2 separate regions of the Hordeum vulgare genome follow, and region 2 is linked to region 1. The links are chromatin contacts, called in public Hi-C maps. All regions are on one chromosome and are shown on one strand. Each heading gives the region's core, a stretch centred on a gene start, on an enhancer-like site or on the middle of the called end of the contact. The rest is flanking DNA. Distances are from core to core; before and after follow the strand shown. Region 1 holds the start of LOC123403884 (peroxiredoxin-2E-2, chloroplastic-like). Region 2 holds the start of LOC123405986 (S-adenosylmethionine synthase 4).

The links. Hi-C and Micro-C count contacts between places; a contact is called where the count stands out from the background.
Region 2: a Hi-C map of leaf shows a contact between it and region 1, with 3 times the contacts expected there. The contact joins the promoter of LOC123405986 here to the promoter of LOC123403884 in region 1. A contact is called at or near these places in 2 of 6 Hi-C or Micro-C datasets (leaf and seedling) and 1 of 1 datasets of contacts at active chromatin or transcription factors (embryo).

Annotation. Positions count from the first base shown.
Region 1 is chr6H:158,446,659-158,452,909 of MorexV3_pseudomolecules_assembly, forward strand. LOC123403884 (peroxiredoxin-2E-2, chloroplastic-like) reads left to right here and starts at 1,455. Exons shown (of 1, transcript XM_045097796.1): 1 at 1,455-2,775. The coding sequence starts at 1,820. The coding sequence ends at 2,500.
Region 2 is chr6H:159,072,791-159,078,627 of MorexV3_pseudomolecules_assembly, forward strand. LOC123405986 (S-adenosylmethionine synthase 4) reads left to right here and starts at 1,387. Exons shown (of 2, transcript XM_045099492.1): 1 at 1,387-1,491; 2 at 2,501-3,929. The coding sequence starts at 2,511. The coding sequence ends at 3,701.

The DNA.
Region 1 (6,251 bases), core at 205-2,704:
GTAAAATCGAAAAAAATCGAAAAATGTTTAAAAAATTCTGAAAGTTTTTTTAGGCCAATTTTTACAAAAGTTCTAACTGCATGCAAAAATTTGGCATGAACTAACATTTCTACAAGGCGTGGAAAAATAAACAATATAGACACTCTGAAAATGCGCATTTTCAAAGCATCCATTTTGTTTATTTTGCCACGCCTTGTAGAAATGTTTTTTTGAAAAATGTAATGAACTTTTTCTAACTTTTGAAAAATGTAATGAACTTTTTCTAAATTGGATGATTTTTTTCAATTTATATGAAGTTTTTTTCAAATTGATGAACCTTTTTAAAAGATATGATTTTTTTCAAATGATGTGAAAAGTTATATCTTTTCCCCTTTATATACCTTTTCTATTTGCAGGAAGCCCCCAGTTTTGAGAATAAAACTGTCTAAATCAGTTTTCCCTGGTTCGTTGGGCAGTTTTTCGTCTGGTTCTTATTTGCTTTTTCTTCTTCCTTTCTTATTTTCTTATTTTTGTTTTTATTAAGTTTTTTCTAAAACAATGAAATTTATCAAATTTTGATAAACTATCTTAAGTTTTGATCAAAAAAATTTAAACTATGAACTTTTTGCAAATTCAATGAACATTTTTCAAAATTAATGTTTTTTTTTCAAATTTGATGTTTTTTTTAAAAAATTGATGAAAAACAATGAGCTAATTTTGAAATTCGATGAACTCTTTTAAAATTGATGAACTTTTTTTTTCCCAAAAACGATGACCTATTTAAGACACAATGAATTTATTTCGGAATTGATGAACTTCTTTCAAATTCAAAACTTTCTTCAAATTCATGAATTTTTTTATTTTCTTAATAAATCTATGAATAGTTTTATTTACACGTCATATTCAGAACTGTAAAAAACCAAAACCGGTCTTTTTCCTGAAACAATTGCACATCTCATTCGAAAAAAATCAAACGAGCCTAGCAAAAGCAAACAGTAGTGGATTTACTTTATTGGCCACGGACCATTGCTAGACGTTGTAGGCGCTAGTTATCCGAATCGGCGCTTAATGCGCCGATTAGGAGCTCCCTCCTGCACCACTGCATAGGAGGTGAGGACTGCAGCGATCTTGATAAGAAAAAGAATACGAACGGAGAGTATGAAAGAGGCCCAACCCATACCTGGCCAAATGGGCCGTGTCAATTGGGCAGGCCCGACAGCCCGACACACTCTAATCGTCCTCGTGCACGGCACGCAGCACGTCTCGGACCGTGCCTGGGCTTGGAGGCTCGGCACGTGGGCCGACACGACACGATCCATTTTGTTATATATATTTAATTTTTTAATATATATATATGTGTGTGTGTGTGTGCGTGCGTGCATGCGTGCGTGCGTGTGTGTGTGATATACAGATCAATAGACCTAAAATAAGTTCATGAAACTAAAAATATACAACACAACGTGTTAATCGGGTCAGGGTCAACATACGGTCCGTTTATTAACCAGGCCGTGCCTAGGCCCGAAGGCGCACCCCACATGCTAACATGGCACGGCCTGATCGGTAAACGTGCTGTGCGAGGCCCGTTTGCAGCGGCCCGTGCCAGCCCGTTTGGCCAGGTATGGCCCAACCAAGTGCTGGGCTGACTGCCTAATCCAGGGCAACAGCACGACGTCCACCCATTCCGCCCCCGCGTCCAACGAACCAACCAAAATTGGCGCTGCTCCACCTATCACGTCGCACCCGGCCGTTCCTTCCATCCAAAACCCAAGGGAAACCCTCACGCTCTTCCCAAGGCCGAACAGATAGCATTTCCTCGAATACATCGCCTCGTCCTTCCTCCATGGCCACCGCGTCGCTGTCCGCTCTGTCCTCGTCGGCCGCCGCCGCCGGCAGGCGCTTCGTCCTCTCCTCCCCGTCGCTCGCCTTCGCCTCCCGCCGCATCGCCGCCCCAGCCCGCCTCCGCGCCGCCGTTCTTCCGGGGGAAAGGAGATTCGCGGCGTCCGCGGCATCGGCATCCCCGGTCGTGGCCACCATCGCGGTCGGCGACAAGCTGCCCGACGCCACGCTCTCCTACTTCGACCCAGCCGACGGCGAGCTGAAGACGGTGACGGTCGGCGACCTCACGGCGGGGAAGAAGGTCGTGCTCTTCGCTGTCCCGGGCGCCTTCACCCCGACCTGCTCGCAGAAGCACCTGCCGGGGTTCGTCGAGAAGGCGGGCGAGCTGCGCGCCAAGGGGGTGGACACCGTGGCGTGCGTCTCGGTGAACGACGCCTTCGTGATGAAGGCGTGGAAGGAGAGCCTCGGCCTCGGCGACGACGTGCTGCTGCTGTCGGACGGCAACCTCGAGCTCACCCGCGCGCTGGGCGTGGAGATGGACCTCTCCGACAAGCCCATGGGGCTAGGCGTGCGGTCCCGCCGCTACGCGCTCCTCGCAGACGACGGCGTCGTCAAGGTGCTCAACCTCGAGGAGGGCGGCGCCTTCACCACCAGCAGCGCCGAGGAGATGCTCAATGCGCTCTGAGCCGCGCCTGCTCTGCTTCTTGCCTGAGTCGTGTCTAGTAGTGAATAATAATCCGACGAACTGTTTCTCGTGTGAGCGTCCTTTGATGCGTCGTCATCGTGGAGAGGATTTTGTTTTCTTTCATTGAGCATTGCGTGATGTCCATGTGCTCGATGGAATGACTTGAGTTTTTCAAGGCGTCGTACACTCGTACTTGTTCTTGCATTGCCAGCGCTAAAGCCTGCGGGTTTGCTGAGATGTTTACAAAGCTTGCGTACAAAATCGCATTGTGCTGAGATTGAAGTCAACTGATCAGTTCGGATTTTTCTCAAGGAGGATAATACCGGCCTCTCCATAGAGGCATCTTCATTAAATTAATTACAAAACAAAATACATGAATTAACCCAGAGCCACCTACATGTCGATCTAACTTAGTATTAGCTTATGATACGGCCTGGTCACGCACCAACGCACATCACGATGGTCTAACCAAGCCATCCCACGATCAGCGCGTATCGCATGCGAACCAACCTGTGATTGGATAGTTAAATAGATAGTGGTATTTTCAGCTCATCAAGGTTTAAGTCCTAATACTTATATTATTTCTGTATTTATTTTAAGATTTTTGGCGATGCACGTTCATTGAAAAGAGACATTTTCGTCGATGACGAGACGGGTGCGGTGATTTCACAATCTCAAGATGATATGCCGACTCAGTCTCTCTGAAGTGCTCATAGGGTATAGTCAAATCACATATGTTTATTTGATGGTTTTGATAATTTATGACAACATACATTGTCTGTTGGACTAATAGATTTATCTAGTTTATTTGAGATGAAGTCCACAGAGAGAATTGGCGGGAATAAGAGTGAGTTTGATCTTCGTATCTCTACTCCTTACTTTCATGTGCATGTTTTTTACTTTCCGCTGCTATATTAGTTGACTTGCATGTGTAGGGTGTGCTAGACTTGCTAGAATTGCTAAAACTTGCCAACCAAGAAAATTGGGAAAAGGTTTGGTTTTTATTTTGCCATGTAGTCTATTCATACCCCTCTCTAGACATCCCTTCTCGATCCCACAATTGGTGTTAGAGCTTTGGTCTCCATAGATTTGGTTTAATCACTATTGGAGAAAGATGGATGTGCCTAGTTTGTGGAGTCTTAATCTAGAGTGCATATGCTCAATGGGGAGTACTATAGTCAATGGAAAGACAAAATGCTTGATCTGTTTGATGAATTTCATTTAAGCCAGTATGTTGAAAATCCCTATGTGTCTCCCATTGATCCCTTACATCCTTCTCAAGAGGAAGAAATTGATATGCTTCGTAATCTCAGAACTGTTAATCTTATCATTAAAGATTACCAAGAATTGTGTTTGATCAAATGAAAAACTTTGAGTGTGCTTATACTTTGTGAAAATATTCGGAGAGAAGATATCCACACTACTCTTTAAAAAATCTTGATATTATTGTCCATAAAACTATTGTCTTTCACAAAATGAAGTCTAGTGATCCCAACTTTGAAAAACACTTTTTTGAGCTTCCTTACCTCATGCGTGCTAAAGGAGATGTCATGACCATCAATAACATCGTTGTTGAAGCCATTCATATTCATAAACTTGAACATTGTCATGGTCACAATTCTAACGAATCTCTTGATTTTTGTGACGAGGATATTACACTTGATGATGACGATGTGCAACATTGCTATCACGATGAAGATGAGAAATTTGACATGGAATATGAGAAGACTATGAAGAGTCTATGTCTCATGACAAACTTCAAAGACTACATGTCCGGAGGAAAAGAGTGGATTCTCAATAGTGGATGCACCGATCACATGACTGGAGATAGAGACATGTTTCGGGAGATCACACCAGGCCATGGAGTTATGTGACTTTTGGAGACAACTCCAAGGGTAAGGTACTTGGTCTTGGTAAGGTCGCCATATCACATGATAGTTCCGTTCAAAATGTCATGCTTGTTGAATCCCTTGGATACAATCTTCTTTCTGTATCTAGACTAGCCGATATCGGTTTCAATGTGCTATTTACTAAAGTATATTGCCAAGTGTTTCGTCAAGACAATCATAACATGGTCTTTACAGGTTTTCATAGAGGTGATCTATGCATTATCGATTTCACTAAAAGAGCCAAACCTCGTACTTGTCTTATTACAAAATCTTCTAAAGGTTGGATATGGCATAGAAGGCTAGGACATGTAGGTCTGCGCAATCTAGACAACTTTATCAAAGGTGAACACATACTTGGTGTTAAAGATGTTATCTTTGACAAAGATAGACTTTGTAGTGATTGTCAAGCAGGAAAACAAGTGGGTGGAAGTAATCATGTCAAGAACACCATGACTACTAGGAGACCACTCGATCTGCTTCACATGGATCACTTTGGTCCCAGTGCTATCAAGAGCCTCGGTGGAAATTCTCTTGGTATAGTTATAGTTGATGATTTTTCCAGATTTACGTGGGTATTCTTTCTTGATGACAAGTCATAGGTACAAAAGATCTTTAAGAACTTCCCTCGCAAAGCCTAAAATCAATTTGAGGTGAAGATCAAGAAAGTTTGGAGCGACAACACATCGGAGTGCAAGAACACTAATGTGGATACTTTTATTGATGAAGAAAATATCTCACATGAGTTCTCGGCTACGCACACACCTCAACAAAATGGAGTTGTTGAGAGGAAGAACCGAACTCTCATAGAGATGGCTAGGATGATGCTCGATGAATACAAGACGCCAAGACACTTCTGGGCAGAAGCCGTGGAAATGACTTGTCATGCAACAAACCAACTCTAGCTACACAAGCTTCTCGATAAAACGGCATACGAGCTACTAGCCGGTAATAAACCCCAAGTTGGATATTTTCACGTATTCGGCTCAAAGTTCGACATTCTTGATAACCATCATCATTTTAAATTTGCTCCTAAATCTCAAGAAGGTTTCCTACTTGGTTACAGATCAAACTCTCACACTTACTGTGTCTACAACAACTTCACTCAAAAAGTTGAAGAGACACTAGATGTGAAATTTCATGAATCTAATGGTTCGCAAGTCGAACTGTTGGGTAACGTTGCATGGGAAACAAAAAACAAACACCCAAGATCTATCTATGGAGATGAACAACTACGAGAGGAGGAGTGCATCTACATACCCTTGTAGATCACTAAGAGGATGCATTGAGAAACGTGATTGATGTAATTGAACGTCTTCGTGATGCAATCATGATCCGTCCTGCGATCCAATCACGATCCTTCCTGATCTAGCGCCGAACAGACGACACATCCGTTTTCAGCACACGTACAGTTCGATGATGCCTTCACCACATCGATCCAGCGAGCGTAAGTGAAGTAGTAGCTGAGTTCTCCGGCATCAGGACAACGTGGTGGTGGTGGTGCCATCTGATAGAGCACTTGATAGAGGCGAGGGTCCCTATCTTTCGATGAGATGATAAGTATCGATTTGGTGGAGACGACTTTGACGATCCGACTACAAACGTGCACGAAGTTGCGCCTTAGCAACCGCTAAGCCAATCTCCGAGAGGTTATTGACCATGCCGGAGCACGATCAACCTGACCACAAAGGTCTATTCCTGCAAGCAATCGAAGAACAAGCAAGAATATGATATTGCAATATGAATATTGTGAATATAGATGAAGTATTGAAAAGGGTGGGGATCCGATAGCGGTCTTAGTCTGGTCGTTGGACACAAACGAAGTACACGAAGTTGCAATGGCTAACTTTTAACTAAACAAATCC
Region 2 (5,837 bases), core at 137-2,636, 630 kb after region 1:
TCCATTTCTGTTAGTTGAAGTTGTGTGGAGTTGTGCACGGAAGGAATTAAATTATGTTGTGATAGGACCCCCTCCCTTAGTGTTCGAACTTGTGGGTATAGGGTTGGGCCTTCATGCTATGTGCAAAGAGTTGTTTGACATTGTTTTTGCCACCCTAGTGCGGGCTTCATGGATTATATTCCATAAACTTGCTATTGAAAATGTTGTTACTTTCAATCTGGATAATTGTATTTTCAATTGTGTTTTCCCCTCCAGCTATGGGCACCACTCGGGAGATGAACGACATGGCTAGTGTGACCAAAGCGTTTTACAAACTTAAACATATCCATGCCATCAAAAGGGGGAAGGGCGATGACCACCTATGGTGCCACGTAGTGTCTTCCGTATTTCAGAACCAAAACATACTCTATGTAAGCAGTTGCTCTTTATCCGTTAGTTTCTAGCGTTTGGAAGCTCATCCCACTTTTTTGTGTGTAAATTTGGTTGTTAAGATTTTCTAACTCACTAGCCTTGTTACGTGTACGGTTTTTGCCCTGTTTTCCTCATAAACGGTGTCAACTTGTTTAGATTTTTGATCCAATTTTCTTATAAACTGGATCAGCGAAATCTCAAGGAATGATTTTTGCTTTTGGTAAAAAATTTAGCAATATATATTCAGGCGGGAATCCTCCTCCTCGTGATCATTAAACAAAACAAAACTCACTAGACTTAGTTTGGACTTTGTAAATTTAAAGCCGATGGTTGCTTGCGCTTTCTTTTTTTTTAGATTGCATTGAAAATGAAGTTCATCACAATTGTAAGCAAAATATTTCATATGAAGCAAAACTAAAAGACTTTGGAAACGAATTTAGTTTCTAAAGGAAGCAACTTACTCCCCCGCTTAAGATGTTTTGGATATTTCAATGTGAGCTAGATATGAATTAGATGAGTGAACAAACGTACTAAAACGTGTCTACGTGCATCTAATTTTAAAAATATATTATCTTTTTTGAATTAATTGTTTTAGATTTTTCAAGATATGGATGTATCTAACACACACTAAAGCGATTTGTATCTAGACAAATCTGAGTCAACTAATTCGGCCATGAAATCACATTTTGCTGGAGCCATTAGTTTCCTCAACTCCCGAAATTAGTTTCCAAAAACTGAAGAAAGTTAAATTGGCCAGTAGTTAATATAGCAAATTGCACGTAATTAGCGTTAACCATTTTCAGTGCTTGAAAACTGTACACCAGAGACGTGCACGGGCCACCATGCTCGTCCAACGACCGCCACGCGTCTTGACGCCGGCTAGGTGGGTACGAGCCGCTGTCGTCGGGTCTTCCACCACCACCATCCGATGCCATCCAACGGCCCATGCCCGCCCCACTCTGCCGCGGCTTCTATATAATCCCGAGCCCACGATCCTGGTCCTCCCCCCTACGCCGTGCTGTGCTCGAGTGTCAACGTCATCCCGTAGCCCCGCCGCCGCCTCCGCCACAAGCGAACAAGGTGAGGCGCCCCTCCTCCCGCCAGTCTTCTTCTTCATTTTGCTTACGCTCGTTCCGATCTAGTAGGCGGCTTCATTTTGCTTCCGTTTCCATCGTGCGGTCCGATCTGGTACGCGTTTGTTGTGCCTGTCGCTTAGGGCTTTAGAAACGGGCCTCGTCTTGATCCGCCGCCCCGGTACTTCGCGGTGAAATTTGCGCTTAATTTCTTGTCAACTTGTTGTCTAGAGGAAGTGCCGCCCAGGTTCGCGGCGACCAGCTAGATCCTCGTGATTGGGGATTTCGCCACCCTTTTTTCTCTCTGAAATCCTTTCGAGATTGGGTGTACTGCGGCCATTATTCATCCTGTGAACCAGTCGAGAGATTTGATATTAGTAGTGATCTGTATGTGCTTATTCTGTACGCAGAGATTAATAGTACCCGGTCCATTTATCTGGGATTTGGTGCCGAACAATGGATTGCGAGTGGTAGTTTGGTCACAGTACAATTGGATTGGTGCCTTATGCTGCGAAATAGTGGCTGCGATTTAGTTGCTGGACAGTGGCTGAACAGTTTGGTCACAGCGCAATTGGATAGGTACCTTGTGCTGTGAATAATAGTGATTTATGTTGTTCTTAGGACCTTGTCCTGGGAAGAATAGAATTTATACTGCTGTGTCCCGAGGTGCTGATTCGCAAGTTACAGCCCTGCGCGTTGAGTGCACTGGTTGATTCTTTTATTCGTGGAATCTTGTCCTGTTTGTGCAACTTGATTATTGTAGGCCGCTTTGGTTAGGGTATCTGTATTTCATGTCCCTACCACTGCCTACTTTTTACAATAGGGAGGAGAATGACTTGTGGGCATTCACACAACTGCTAAAACTCACGAGCAGCTCATTTCATTAGAGTTTAAGAAAGTAAAATAGTTTGTATGTATGTCGAATATGGTATTTCAAATCCAAGTTTCTAACCTCTAGAGTGTTTTCCTTTTATGGCAGTTCTTATGTTCTGAGACACTGATCACGTTTTGTGTAGGCCAAAGAAGATGGCTGAAGTTGAAACCTTTCTCTTCACATCTGAGTCTGTCAATGAGGGGCACCCTGACAAGCTCTGTGACCAGATATCTGATGCTGTGCTAGATGCATGCCTGGCTGAAGATCCTGACAGCAAGGTTGCTTGTGAGACATGCACCAAGACCAACATGGTCATGGTTTTCGGTGAGATCACTACCAAGGCCAATGTTGATTATGAGAAGATTGTCAGGGACACTTGCCGTGGCATTGGTTTTGTGTCCAATGATGTAGGGCTTGATGCTGACCACTGCAAGGTACTTGTCAACATTGAGCAGCAGTCCCCTGACATCGCTCAGGGTGTCCATGGCCACTTTACCAAGCGGCCTGAGGAGATTGGCGCTGGTGACCAGGGCCATATGTTTGGATATGCAACTGATGAGACTCCTGAGTTCATGCCCCTCAGCCATGTTCTTGCTACCAAGCTTGGAGCTTGTCTCACCGAGGTTCGCAAGAACGCGACCTGCCCGTGGTTGAGGCCTGATGGCAAGACCCAGGTGACTGTGGAGTATCACAATGACAATGGTGCCATGGTCCCTATACGTGTCCACACTGTGCTCATCTCTACCCAGCATGATGAGACAGTGACCAACGATGAGATTGCTGCTGATCTGAAGGAGCATGTGATTAAGCCTGTCATCCCAGAGCAGTACCTTGATGAGAATACCATCTTCCATCTCAACCCATCTGGCCGCTTTGTCATTGGTGGACCTCATGGCGATGCTGGTCTCACTGGCAGGAAGATCATCATTGACACTTATGGTGGCTGGGGAGCTCATGGTGGAGGCGCTTTCTCTGGCAAGGACCCAACCAAGGTTGACCGCAGTGGTGCATATATTGCAAGGCAGGCGGCGAAGAGCATTGTCGCCAGTGGCATTGCCCGCCGCTGCATCGTCCAGGTGTCTTATGCTATTGGCGTGCCTGAACCACTCTCTGTCTTTGTTGACACATACGGCACGGGCAAGATCCCTGACAAGGAGATCCTCGAGATTGTTAAGGAGAACTTCGACTTCAGGCCAGGCATGATCATCATCAACCTTGACCTCAAGAGGGGCGGGAGCGGGCGCTACCTCAAGACGGCGGCATACGGGCACTTCGGCAGGGATGGCGCGGACTTCACCTGGGAGGTTGTGAAGCCCCTCAAGTGGGAGAAGCCTTCTGCCTGAGCAAACACTTAGCGAAGCCTCTGAATAAAATTAGTTTTACCTGTCGCAGCAAGTAATATCTCTATTCATTGCTCCAGTGCTGCAACGGTGCAAGTCTTTTTTTTTCAGTGTGTTTAGAGGTGCATGTATCGTGGGTGTGCTACTTGTGTTCTTATCTGCTCAAGTCATGGTAATGGTGACGACAAGATTGAAACTATCCAAGAAATATAGCTCTCCACTCTTTGGTAATCATCTGTATTGGAACAACTCTGTTCAGCATGTATGCGATTTCTTTTCGTTCCGCGGTAGAGAGCATCAGCATTTTATATCTTTTATATATTCACCTATAGATGCTAAGGACCGTGATAGTACTTCCACTTATATGTGTTTTATTTATGTGGTAATATAAGGAGCGTGATAGTACTTTCACTTATATGTGCTTTATTAGGTGCTATTTCCTCCTTAAACTAATATAAGAGTGTTCAGATTGCTAAAGTAGTGATCTAAACACTTTTATATTAGTTTATAGAGGAAATACATTTTTTACCTACTCATTTTGTCTTATAATATAAGAGTATCTCTCATGGTGAGAGGGGCACTAAATGTTCGTAACGATGATAATTTGAGTGAACACATTTTAAGATAGCAAATTTTGTTTCTAGAGCATGCCGATTTTCACATTTTTTTTCTTTGACTCCCTTTAACCAGCATGACAATTTTCAACATTGTAATTTTTACATTATAACATAACAATCCTTATGCAAGATCAGGCAAATTTCGTCCATGTTCACATGGTAATTCTAAAGTGTTAGTTCTTTTTAATAACACAAACGGTTATACATCTATAAACATTTTTAAAAGACTGAGCCAGTATATTGAACGTGGTTTTGTGAGCGAACGTCAGATACTATTAGCGTTCTTATTTTGACCTGGCTCGTGCTACACCTGCCATCACATCACTTAGCACCTCCTCTAGATACTATTAGCGTTCTTATTTTGACCTGGCTCGTGCTACACCTGCCATCACATCACTTAGCACCTCCTCTAGCAGTTTCTTACGGGAAAATTTTGTTTCCGTCACTCCAGATTTTGACAATTTTTCTTACGCCACTTTAAAATTCGACATTTCATTTTTTTCATTCTTAAATTTTAACAGCATATCGTAAATGCCATTTTGTTAGGCCTGTGAGTTGACCGTTTTTCCTAGCTACCGCTTTTCCTAGCTAATTAACCAGGCAATGTGTTGTCAGCATTTTCTCAAAAGACCGGTTACCCCTGCTACTTGTGAGGCCACTTTGTAAGTGACCCAGACCCATCCTAAGCTAACCCACACACAACGCACCCGACTCCCCTTTGAAGCCTCCACTCACGACGCTCTTCTCCAGCCTTCCCTCGCGACGATGTTCTCCAACCTTCCTAGGCAACGCCCTCCCACGGGAATACGGGATGGAGGGAGCCGCCACTTCGGCCATGGCGGCATGAGCGACCCATCTGCTGGTTCCTCACTCTCATGGGCAAGTTCTTCCTGTTGGTTCCTTGACTACGTGTTGTTCCCTTTGTTTGTAGCTTAATTGTGTGACTGCTCTTGTGCTTAATTATGTGACTGCTCTATGTCCAAGGTTGTTGTAATTTGTGATTATGAAAGTACAACTTCTCTCTAGGTGGTTTTGCTAATTAACAAAAAACATATAGTTCATTGAACTAATGAGTTTATCAAGTACATTTCAAGAAATTTCAATGACTGCATTGGTTAGGAATTGTGAGAAGGACCCCCTAAGATGAAATAACTCTTATTGGCAAAAGCTCCAAGACTCTACATTTTTATGTGATTTTATCAAAATTGAGTCCATAGGAAAGCCAATACTATTAAGACGGGATGAGGTATCGATGATGATTTGATTGCTCAAGTGCTTAGAGGTATGCCATCAAAAGCCTGAAGAAAATTCTCACAAAAGATTCTGTCGAAAACCCTAAACTACCGCAATCGGTGAAACCAGTTTTTTTTACTTCAGTCTTACCGAATTAGCCCCACATAGAACCCATGCCAAACCCTAGCACCTCGGTAGAACCGAGACTGAGTTTGGTGAAACCAAAAAGCAGTGACTAAATTTTTGTGGTCGAGCTTTTGAGTTCCAGAATTTTTTAGATTTCATTTTC